Regions from separate parts of the Sus scrofa genome. Here regions 2 and 3 are each linked to region 1. Evidence: chromatin contacts called from public HiChIP or PLAC-seq data. All regions are on one chromosome and are shown on one strand. The core of a region is the stretch at or near the end of the contact, and the rest is flanking DNA. Distances in the headings are between cores, read along the strand shown.

Region 1 (3,890 bases), core at 640-3,139:
AGTCGCTTAGGACCCCTGTTAAATTGACAGCTACCCAGAAGCTGCCCTAGATTTTTTTTTTTTTTTTAATTTTTGTCTTTTTAGGGCCACACTCGCGGTATACGGAGGTTCCCAGGCTAGGGGTCCAATCAGAGCTATAGCTGCTGGCCACAGACACAGCAACACCAAATCCTTAACCCACTGAGCGAGGGCAGAGATCAAACCCTCAACCTCATGGTTCCTAGTCAGATTCATAACCACTGAGCCATGACGGGAACTCCTGCTCTAGAAGATTCTGATTCAGCAGGTTCGAGATGGGAGTACCCAATATTTTGTATTTTTAGATAGTAGCCACCCCCTTCCAAAGGATTCTCACTATTAAAGCTGTTTAGTAAACTAATCATCTTTGTTTCAATTATTCTGGAGAATTAGGAGAGCTACTTATTTTTCAGTGACTTGGCCTCTAAGTGAACTTTGGAATATATTATTGGTTAAGAGACTGGTGTTCCCAAGGTTCAGCGGTTTAGAACCCAGCTAGTACTCATGAGGATGCAGGTTCATCCTGGCCCCCATTCAGTGGGTTAAGGGCCCTGCCTTGCCATGAGTTGTGGTGTAGCTCGGATGGCAGACGCATCTCGGATCTGGTGTGGCTGTGGCTGTGGTGTAGGCCAAGAGCTGCAGCTTCAATTTGACTCCTAGCCTGGGAACTTCCATCTGCTGCAGGTGCGGACCTAAAAAGACAAAAACAAAACAAAACAGAGGAAATGCTCCTGAGGTCTTTGAAGGTGTAGCTTAATCACATCCCGAGTGCATTACTCTGCAGCTTTTACCTTTCTTGTCAGCAGGGTGAGAGCGGCTTTCGAGGGGACCCCAAGCCTCAGAACTGCTCTGGCCTGGTGAGCCAGACCAGGCTCCCAAGCCCGGCTTTGGGGTGACCTGGAGTGTCATGGGCTCCAGCCCACTCCTTCGTCGCCGCACTTGCCAGACTGGACAGAGGAGGGCAGAATTGGGCGACGCAGTGTCTGAAGCTGTGTTGGGAAAGGAGAACTGAGAAACTATAGGCCAGACTTCTTACTCTTTTCACCAGGCACCCTGAGAGGCATGGGCGTGGTTAGGAAGCTCCACGCTGTGGGTCGCGGGTCTTCCCTCAGAGCCCGATGGAGACAGGTTCTCCCTGTTGTCGGGGACTCAAGAAGCTCCGGTGGGAAACAGAACCCCAAACTTTCTGAAGAGGGAATAAGTCTTCCGCCTGCCTTGGCCTGAGGAGATCCTTCTGGGGCAGAGATAGTGGCCGCTTCGCTGGGGGCCCCCGGGACTTCACAATGTTTGCTCCTGACGGAGGGGCGCGACCCTTTATAAAATAACATGGTACACAGAAATCAAATCTCTCGCCTAAAGGCCTCATCTTGAGGTACGCTAGCCGTGCTGGACCCTCAGGAGAACCAAAAACTCCCAGGTCAACCTGAGGCGAGCCCCAGGCGCAGGCGCAGGACTGCTCGGCGCCAGGGGCCGGGCACTCGGAGGCGGGGCGAAGGCCACTCACGTGAGCCGCGAAATATCTCCGCGATTTCCCTACAAGGACTTCGGCTGCCGAGCCCCGCCCCTAGCCGGGCTTTGGAATGTGCGGAGGGGCAAACCCACAGGAGAGACTCACCCATTTGCCAACAGAAAAGGGGGGAAAGAAAAGCTTACTTTGTAAAAGGGGGTATAAAAAAGACTAAAACTTAGTCATTAGTCCCAATGAACCATTTAACGTTTTTCTATGTGCTAGGCTGCCCAATTGATACTTTCTTGCAATGCAGTCGGTCAAAATTACGCCCTTGGAGCATACTGGCAACACCCCTGCCCCGTCGCCCTTCCGTTAACCCAGGCTCACAGTGTTAGCCCAGAATGGTGACTCGACTTCCTTCCGGTTCGCTAGGCGGAGGCCGGAAGTGTTGGATTGTAGCGGCTCTGGTATTGGAAGCGAGTTAGTAGCGGCAGCCGAGGCAGCGAGGGGGTACCCGAAGCAATCGGATTCTTGCGGCTGAGCAGGGTGAGTGGTGCTTGGGGCTCATTCTGGCCGCATACCCGTGGGGCGGCTGATGAGCAGCGGTGCTTCCGTGGTACCGGGAGCGCACCTGGGCAGATGTACCAGCCGCTTCGTGGGTTTCGAGCCCAAGGGCCAGCTCCAGTATCAAAAGCCGGGGGCCGGAAACGGCCCAGATGCCAATTTTGCCAGACTTGGAGGTCAGGAAATGTGGCTTAGCCTGCTGGCGCCGCGAGCTTGGGCGACAGCCGGCCTGGGAAACCCGAGCCCCGCGGATCTGACTCTGGGACTAAGTTTAGTTTCTAACGTAAACTTGCCGGATTCAAGAGTTTGCGCAAAAACTGTAGCCCATTGCCTCCCCCACCACCACTCCGGCGCACCTCCCCGCTGCAGCTGTTGTTGCAGCTGTGTGGCTACGTTTAGTTGGAATAACCACCTCAAATTAGCATCTTCCTCAGCTCAGTGTCCATTCTGTAATTAGAACTTTGTTTTAAGTGATATTTGGGCAAAGGGAGGTTTGGTGTTTAATTTGCGGCTTCAGAAAAATTCCATAATACACCACCACATTCCTTTTGGGTGGAGACTTGGGGTTATATCAGTTTCCCAAAGTGTTTCTTTTTATAGTAGTTGAATTGGTTTATCAAAGAGTATGTCAGTTCTTTACAGAACTTGGAGTAGAAATAAGCGTTCAGGTGAGATTTTAACTTCAGCGCACAAAGTTTTATATCTAAAGGTGAAGAAAGTGAGTATTTCTTAAAATTATTGCTGTTTGTTTCATGTTCTGGAAGGCATTCGATAAAACTTGACCAGAGAGCTTTTTATTTTCAAAAGTGAGGCTTTACTCTCAGTGAACCCCGACAAAGAATTGCCTTTGTCAAGTGCTGAGAACTTTTTGGGTGTGGCAGTCTAAGGGAACTGTTCCTACCTTTAACCGGAAGTTTGCAAAGGAATTGAAAACTTGGTTTAGTTGGAACGGAAGCACCACCCTGAAAATGTACTTTTAAAAAACTGTGGTTGGCACCAAAAAGTTATATATCTATTTAGCTTGGAAAAAGGTTTATTGTTTAAATGAGACAAATCAGTAGATTTGGTCTGGACTCGGAAAGCAGACACTGTGCTGTCGTACTAGGAGGTGTTTTCTGAAATGAGAGTTTTTCCTTAAAGAACATGTTTCCAGAATACTGGTCAATTTGAGTGTTCTGTAGTAGAAAAAGTCTTCAGCTCAGTTTACACTTATTACCACTATAAATGCTGGAATCTAGGATTCTAACTAGAGTAATATAGTGTAATGTTGATTAATTTGTAATGGGATTAATCCCATTTTACAAATGAAACCAGAGTATCTAGAAATTCTGAAAAAAATCTTCTGGTTGCCCTTGGTGTGAGGATCTTTATTTTCCATTTCTCCATCCCTTAAATCTAGTCTTAACACCCTAGTTTGTATACCTCCTTTTTGTCATAAGCCTGAATGATTATCTTGGTATTTGATCAAACTAAAAAAAAAAAGAAAAATCCAGAAATTCATTACCAGCAACACGCCCCTTCCCTGATTAAGGCAAGATTATATTCCATCACATCTGTAAACTGAACCTCCTTGACCATGAGATTGTGTTTCATTCACTTTCTCCGGCATCTGAAATCCTTATGTATTTCATAGAAGCTGCAAGTTTCATACAATATATAGCCCTTCATCCCAAAGTTCTTTCATTGTTCTTTCATTAAATGCTTAAGAAATACTCCAGTCTCCAATTTAGGATGAGTGAGGATCCTTGTAACTTGGAAGTCCCAAGTGCCTTTATGGCAAATCCTCCCGTCCTGCTTAAATTGATGTGTGAAATATCTTCAACTTTATTTTACCCTAACTTATGAGAGTTGTGAATTT
Region 2 (3,890 bases), core at 744-3,243, 560 kb before region 1:
GTCAAGGTTCAAGGTATTTGGACCCGGGAAAAGGAATCCCAGATCTGCTCTTAAACGGACACCCTCATGCCTCACCTTTTGGAAGAGGGATTCAGAGAGGTGAAACAGCTGGTTATTTGAAATTGTCTGTTCTCAGACGAGCAATGGAAGATGTGAAATTGAATCGGGCCAAAAGGAAGTTGGCTGTGGAGAAGGGGCGAGGCTGAATGGCTCAGACACCTCCAGTGGGAAATCTCAGATGGAAGGTAGTGAGCAAGGAGCAAATACCCAAGGCAGCAAATTCCAGCTTCCTCACCCCCCACTCCACCCCCACCAAGTGGATGCTCTCAACCTGTAGTTGAATAGAAGGTGAGGAATCGGCTATCTGGGAACTGGAAGCAGCGTGTTCTGGTGTCTTTCCTTGAGGAAAGCTCTATCTTGGGGCAGAAAAAGGGAAATGGGGGAATTAAAACCAATAAATAGAAAAATGTGTGGAGTTCCCATAGTGGCTCAGTGGAAACAAATCTGACAAGGGACCATGAGGTTGTGGGTTTGACCCCTGTCCTCACTCAGGGGTTTAAGGATCCAGCATTGCCGTGAGCTGTGGTGTAGGTTGCAGACTTGGCTAAGATCGCGCGTTGCTGTGGCTTAGGTGTAGGCCGGCGGCTACAGTTCTGATTTGACCCCTAGCCTGGATTCGGCCCTAAAAAGCAAAAAAAAAAAAAAAGAAGAAAAGAAAAATGTGGCTTCTGGGCGAGGGAGAGTTAAGTGACTCCAATTCTTTGGGACATTCAGAGTTGAAGAAGCCACCAAGCCAGCCAAAGCCAGATAAAGCCCAACAACCAAAGAAAAGGCCACCAGGCCACACTGATAGAAACAAGTTGGGTTTATTGAACTAGCTGCAGCGAGGTGGAGCCAATCATGCCATGTCTCAGTAAGATGGAATGGGGTCCAGGCTTGTGCCAGTTGATTTTAAGAAAGGATGGCTTATTAGTCCTTTTTGCAACTGCAGTATAGCCTTAACTATGTTTGGTTAGAAACAATGTCTTGGTGGCCTGTGTCCTACTGAAAACATTGTCCATCACAGTCTGACTGCCAGCAAAGTTGCTCTGCACTTTTTCAGGTCCTAATTAGAGCTAGAAGCCCTGGTTAGGGAAGGTAATTTGGCTGACTAGAAGGCCATGGAAAAAGTCTCAGCAGTTGTGATTCTAGAAGAGTACTTGAGGAAAATTTCAACCGAGCAGAGGAGTATGCAGAACATAGCTTGTGTGGAGGTGAGAGGCCACTCAGCAGTTGTTGGAATATCTAAGATGAACCTTGACCTTGGATACTCAGAAGTTGTTTCCCACACTTCCATGGGTCCTCTACTCCATGAGAAGACTTAGGCATGTGTGGAGAGAAGAGCAAAATTATATTGAGCACGAACTCTACTTCCCCTTCCTGTTGTGGTTGGCTTCGAGCTAGAACACCTTGAGGAATTTGGCTTTGTGTTGCCAGCAGTTTTTAGTCTAGCAAAGTTGGACACAATACACGAATTGGTATACACTTCCCTTTGTTCTGTAAAAAAAGGGGGGGGGTTGGACAAATTTAGTTTTGCCGCAAAAGGCAAAAACATTCTCAAAAAGAGCTGAGATGCTGTGAATCTGAAAGTCTAAACTGTTCATGGAACCATGTAAAGTATCATGTGTACACCTTTGTGGGTGTTTGTATACTTGTGACTCTGCTCAGCTTCTTTCTTCTTTTTTGAGAAGGCTTTTTTTTTTTTTTTTTTTTTTTTTTAGATTTAGAGCACAGGAACAGGAGGAGAGACACACCCAACAGCTGTAGAAGCAGGAAACATCTATTCTAAAACTGAAGAACAAAAACATGAAAACCGAGAGTACTTTTGCATATTTTTTTTCCAACTAAACTTTCTTGAAAAAGTCCACACTTCATCTGTGTATGACGGGGAATGAGGATGATTAGATCTCGGTGCAGTGTATCCGGGGTGATTTAGGTGTGTTTATTTCTGCAAACTTATTGTTTGCTTTGGAGAATGTTTCTTTTCTAGCTCACATTCCAGAAGTATTAGGACCTAAGTCCCAATGGACAGCAGGGGCAATTAGAGGAGTGATGGTCACCTCAAGCTGGAGGAGGGTCTGTGAAGAGGAACTGGCCTGCGCTTTGCAAAGGTCAGCTTGAACTGAATGATTGATGGAAGTATTGAGAACTAAAAACAATAGACTTGAGGAATGTGAAAAGTACAAGCTTTCCTTGTTTTTCATAATTTATATGGTTAAGTAAAAGTAACTGAGCTATAATGTTTTTATATCTCTTGGGGAAGCTGCATTCTAATTCTGTGACAGACCGACTTCCCTGTAGGGGGAGGGTGAGTAGTATCCAGTTTTTAGGAAAGAGCTTAGTCATCTTTCAAGAAAATGAAACCTAGACAGAAAGGAAAACTGTCCGTGGGGAAACCTGTATTTGTATCTCTGAGCTTTGTTTGGAGAGTCTATTTGAAATAAGTGAGACATGTTCAGTGGACTACTAAGATTTCTCTGCCCAGATGAAGGCAAGGGCTATAAGCTGCAAATGATTCTGTACTTTGTAAATCTGATACTATATTCTTTAATATATTCATCACCCTCCTTGTCCCCCTTGGTCCAGTGTTTCTCGAAATATGGTATTTGGTCTATCTCTGTTAGAATCGCTTTGAAGTTGTCAAAAATAAGGAACCCTGGGGAGTTCCTGTCGTGGCGCAGTGGTAACGAATCCGACTAGGAACCATGAGGTTGCGGGTTCGGTCCCTGCCCTTGCTCAGTGGGTTAAGGATCCGGTGTTGCTGTGGTGTAGGTTGCAGACACGGCTCGGATCCCGCGTTGCTGTGGCTCTGGCATAGGCTGACGGCTACAGCTCAAATTAGACCCCTAGCCTGGGAACCTCCATATGCCGTGGGAGCGGCCCAAGAAATAGCAAAAAAAAAAAAAAAAAAAAAGGGATCCTAGTCTCCTGCTTGACTGATTAAAATGTCTCGGCAAGGAACCTAGAAACCTGTGTCTTAAATACCCCTTCCAGTTTTTCATATGCATACTACAGCGTGAGTACCCAAGCAGGATCTCAAGTGCGCTGTCAGGAATTAAGGAGGGGATTTGTGTTCATGAAGGTGATAGAGTCTTTAAGAGGGAGCTAGTTGTGGTAGCTGCAGGAAGAGATTCCCCAGGTGAAAGTTTAGAGCTTTGAAATCTTGTATAGAGCCTGTGTGTAAATTCGCCTTCTATTGCCAAATGTGGAACCTTGATTTTGTTATTGTAGGAGATGAGTTCTGTAGGCTTTCTTTCTTTCTAGAGAAGCCTAAAAATACTTTATTTATTGTTTGCCACAAGATGAAGCCTGGGGCTTCCAAGTTAAGCCACTGTAAATTCTTGAAGAAGGTGATCTTTGAGGCAGGCAACACCTTTCTTCGACCATTTGAGTACAATGCACCTTGGGTGTTCGGATCCATTTCTCCCAAGTACTTGACACAACTGCCTGTGATGCACCTGAGTGATCAGGAGCCCCAATAACAGTGAATACTTCCTTCTGTCTCACACATCTACCACGGTCAACCCATTAACTAGATAATTCCAGGCTGTCGGTCCTATCCTTCCTGCATTCTTTCTTTTCATCTGCTTACTTTATTCTGCTACTAATCTCCTGTAGAAATAAACTGGCACTTTGTTCTGCTTCCAAAGCACATCACATGTTACAGTTAGAAACATAATAAAACCACTTTGCACTCTATGATAAACTGAAAAGTAGGATCATCCTGACTGATTCTGATTTCTGGAATGATAAACTCTGGAAAATTTCCTATAAACCTGGACTCTCAAGACAATGTTATCCTTAATTTTTACTATGCTAGTGTCTGAAGACATGAATGATATTTGTAAATA
Region 3 (3,890 bases), core at 877-3,376, 530 kb before region 1:
TTTTTTTAAAGTCATCTTGCTTCTAAGGTTGGTCTAGGTTAACTGGCCCATCATTACCTGAAACAGAGGTCAGCCTTTTCTCTTAACTGTGCATTGTCCTATTGTTTAATTTTGGAAAGAGCTTGCATCTTGTAATTTTAAAGATAATGTAAAATTTTAATGAAAATGTTAACTCATCTTTCTAATTCTTATTTTTTGGTTAGCTGTGAAATTTTAGCTTCTTACGGTTTTGTAGTCATTTTCTTTTGTCTTTTTTTTTTTTTCTTTTCATTTTTGTCTGCCTTGCAGAATATGGAGTTCTCATGCTAGGAATCAGATCCAAGCCTCAGTTGTGACCTACTCCATAGCTGCAGCAACATAGAGCTTTTGACTCACTGTACCAGGCTGGGTATCGAACCTGCCTCCTGGCACTGCAGAGACACAGCCAATCCTGTTGTGCCACTGTGGGAACTCTTTGTCTTCTCTTTGATTGTTCATGTCTTTTTCCTATTTATGTTTGTTGATTTTCATCTTTATTTATGAAGGCTTTTTTTTTCTCCTCAGGATGCTTTGTTTCCTGTTAAATTTTCAATTTACTTTTTTTTTAAGTTATATTTTTGGAAAGGGTCATAATAGGTAATAAAGATTGTTTTTATGCAAATATCCTGCATAGTGTAGCTATCCTTTCTTCAGTGTTAAAAAATATTAATCTCTATTTTCTTCTAGTACTTTTGCTTTTACATATTTAAGTACTTAATATATATGAACATAAGTGTTAATGCTTTGCTCCAACTAAGTTTACTTATATATTCACATGAAGTAATAAGTCTTTTGTCTGGGAGGGTCCTGTTGTTAAACCTTTTGAAAATGTTCACTTAGGAGTTCTCTTCATGGGTTAACAAACCCGACTAGAATCTGTGAGGATGTGGATTCGATCCCTGGCCTTGCTCAGTGAGTTAAGGATCCGTTGTTTGCTCCGGGCTGTGGTGTAGATCACGGATGCGGCTCAGATCCTGAGTTGCTGTGACTGTGGCGTAGGCTGGCAGCTACAGCTCCAATTCGACTCCGAGCCTGGAAACCTCCATGTGCTGTGGGTGTGGACCTAACATATAATAGCAGAAAAATCAACCTTGTTAAGCAAATAGGTAATTTATAAATAGATTTGTGCTTAATTATACAAAGGCAAAATTTGAAAACATTAAGACTGATCTTTTCATGCAAATAAATGTAGCACTAATTGTAGTACTAAGATACACTGTTTTATCGGTATTTTCATATTTTTATAAACTTGAATAGTCCATTTATTTTCTTTGTGTAATAATTGATTTTATTTCTCTTATTTTGGATAGACACTTGCCATTTCACCTGAAGAGAAATTTGTTATTACAACAACAAGTAGGAAAGAAATTACCTGTGATAATTTTGGTAAGCAATGCTATGTTTATGCTTTTATATTTGATATATTCTAGTACATCATAGAGCAGTAAATTTTATTACATAGATAAGCATCACAAAACTATTGATGCTTTTGGTTACTTTTTTCGGATGGGGATGGAAACTGGCTACATATGTCTAAGTTTGTACAGAAGTCATATTTTTCAAGCAAGATTACAGAAAAAGAGTTGGTATCATTATGTCTACAGATGAGACCTTGCTCAACATCTAGCCACAAGCCTTCTTTGTGGGCCCTTGAAAAGCTAATTCTCCTGACTAACTAGAATTCTTCCATTGTCTTTTTTTTTCTTTTTTTTTTGTTATAGTCCTAAATATTTATTTCACAGAATTAAAAAAAAATTGAAATATTTATAAAATTATTTCTGTCCAAATTTGAATATACATTTATTATTTTTATTAATGATTTTTTCATTATAGTTGGTTTATAGTTTTCTGTCAGTGTCTACGGTAGAGCAAAGTGACCCAGTCACACACATATATATATATACACATTCTTTTTCTCACATTATCTTCCATCATGTTCCATCATAAGTGACTAGATATAGTTCTCTGTGTTATATAGCAGGATCTCATTGCTTATCTAAATTTGAACATCCATTGTCTTTTTTTTAACCAACTATGTTCTAAGTCTTGCCAGTTTTTGTGCCTTATTGCTTTTCGATTTTCATCATTCTTCCTTATTCATATACCACTTTAATGTAGTTCCTCATCTGATTTCCTATGACAGTTTGACTTTTTAAGAATTGAGTATTTCAGATGAGTGGAAGTATTTGGACCTGTTTTGCTGATATTCATAACAAAACACAACTGAATTTATAGATTGATTCGTTATTTGGGAATTTGCCTGTATAATTTAATTATTTAATTAATTTTGGCCTCATCTTTTGGTTGTGACCAAAAGAATAATAATAAATTGATTGTGCTTTGAATGCTAGCTTAGCATTTAAGATGTTACCTCTTGACTTACAGATGAAACTGTTAAGGATGGAGTCACTCTATACGTGCTACAGACAGTCAATCAGTTACTGCTAACAGCTACAAAAGAACGGATTGACTTCCTACCTCACTATGACACATTGGTTAAAAGTGGCATGTATGAATATTATGCAAGTGAAGGACAAAATCCTTTACGTAAGTATTCTGTTTTTACTAATTTTAATAAACTGTCACTCTCCTTTATCTCCTGATCACGTGTCCCATTCCTTCACTTTAAAAAAGTTCTGGAGTTTGTATTGTGGCTCAGCAGTTAAAAAACCCGACTAGCATCCGTGAAGATGTGGGTTTGATCCCTGGCCTCGCTCAGAGGGTTAAGGATCAGGTAATGCCACAAGCTGCAGCATAGGTCACAGATGTGGCTTGGATCTAGCATTGCTGTGACTGTGGTGTAGGCTGGCAGCTCCAGCTCTTATTCAACTCCTAGCCAGGGAACTTCCATGTGCCACGGGTATGGCCCTAAAAAGGCAGTAAATAAATAAATAAAAATAAAAACGTTCTCTCAGAGTTCTCTTGTGGCACAGTGGGTTGTGGACCCAGTATTGTCACTGGAGTGGCTTGGATGGCTGCTGTGACACAGGTTTGATCCCTGGGAACTTCTGCATGCTGTGGGTGTGCTCTCCCCCCCCAAAAAAAAAGCTCTCATTCTACCTTACTATAAATCTGTGACCAATCATTGTGAGCTTCTTTACTACATGTCTTCATCACAGTAGATTTCTTTTTCTATTCAGGTGATCTTACTTCAGAGTAAAGATACCTCTCCTTTGAAACTAACTTAGGAGTTCCCGTTGTGGCTTAGCACTAATGAACTCAACTAGTATCCATGAGGCTGTGGGTTCAATTCCTGGCCTTGCTCAGTGGGTTAAGGATCCAGTGTTGCCCTAAGCTGTGGTGTAGGTTGCAGACTTGGCTCGGATCTGGCACTGCTGTGGCTGTGGTGTAGGCCGGCAGCTGCAGCTCTAATTTGACCCCTAGCCTGGTAACTTCCATATGCCGCAGGTGCGGCCATAAAGACAATAAATAAATAAACTAACTAACCTAGAATGAGAATTTATTCCTTTCAATTCACAAGAGACTGGTGCTTACATATCTTTTCATCTCTTGTATACTCTCCTGATCTAGTCTTCCTGGCTTCCCATAGACCTCTCCCAATTAAGAAAGTATTTGTTTTACCTTGGGAATTTGTATAGCAGAACTGCATGAACAAGTAGTTTCTGTTTTTTGTCATTTCCTTCCACCTTTACTAACTGCCGTTTTTTTTGTTTTGTTTTGTTTTGTTTTGTCTTTTTGCCATTTCTCGGGCCACTCCCGCGGCATATGGAGGTTCCCAGGCTAGGGGTCCAATCGGAGCTGTAGCCGCCAGCCTACACCAGAGCCACAGCAACGCGGGATCCGAGCCGTGTCTTTGACCTACACCACAGCTCATGGCAACGCCGGATCCTTAACCCACTGAGCAAGGCCAG

The links. HiChIP or PLAC-seq counts read pairs in DNA pulled down with a chosen protein or histone mark.
Region 2: a contact with region 1 is called in an H3K27ac HiChIP or PLAC-seq map of alveolar macrophages. The contact joins the promoter of SMCHD1 here to the promoter of LOC733637 in region 1. A contact is called at or near these places in 1 of 5 promoter capture datasets (liver) and 1 of 2 datasets of contacts at active chromatin or transcription factors (alveolar macrophages).
Region 3: a contact with region 1 is called in an H3K27ac HiChIP or PLAC-seq map of alveolar macrophages. The contact joins the enhancer-like site here to the promoter of LOC733637 in region 1. A contact is called at or near these places in 2 of 5 promoter capture datasets (fetal liver and liver), 3 of 47 Hi-C or Micro-C datasets (embryonic fibroblasts, heart right ventricle and liver) and 2 of 2 datasets of contacts at active chromatin or transcription factors (alveolar macrophages and skeletal muscle).

Annotation. Positions count from the first base shown.
Region 1 is chr6:103,422,789-103,426,678 of Sscrofa11.1, reverse strand. It overlaps LOC733637 (myosin regulatory light chain 2 protein), which reads left to right and starts at 1,889. Exons shown (of 4, transcript NM_001244251.2): 1 at 1,889-2,014.
Region 2 is chr6:103,984,160-103,988,049 of Sscrofa11.1, reverse strand. SMCHD1 (structural maintenance of chromosomes flexible hinge domain-containing protein 1) reads left to right here and starts at 1,993. Exons shown (of 48, transcript XM_021096138.1): 1 at 1,993-2,150.
Region 3 is chr6:103,949,392-103,953,281 of Sscrofa11.1, reverse strand. SMCHD1 (structural maintenance of chromosomes flexible hinge domain-containing protein 1) reads left to right here. Exons shown (of 48, transcript XM_021096138.1): 2 at 1,329-1,404; 3 at 2,404-2,565. The coding sequence starts at 2,526. Among named protein-coding and RNA genes, the nearest start is that of SMCHD1, 35 kb to the left of the region's middle. Within about 2 kb of position 2,126, at least 1 of the 83 cell types and tissues checked has an H3K27ac peak or open chromatin away from gene starts, as enhancers often do. A contact at or near this core is called in alveolar macrophages, where this site is marked.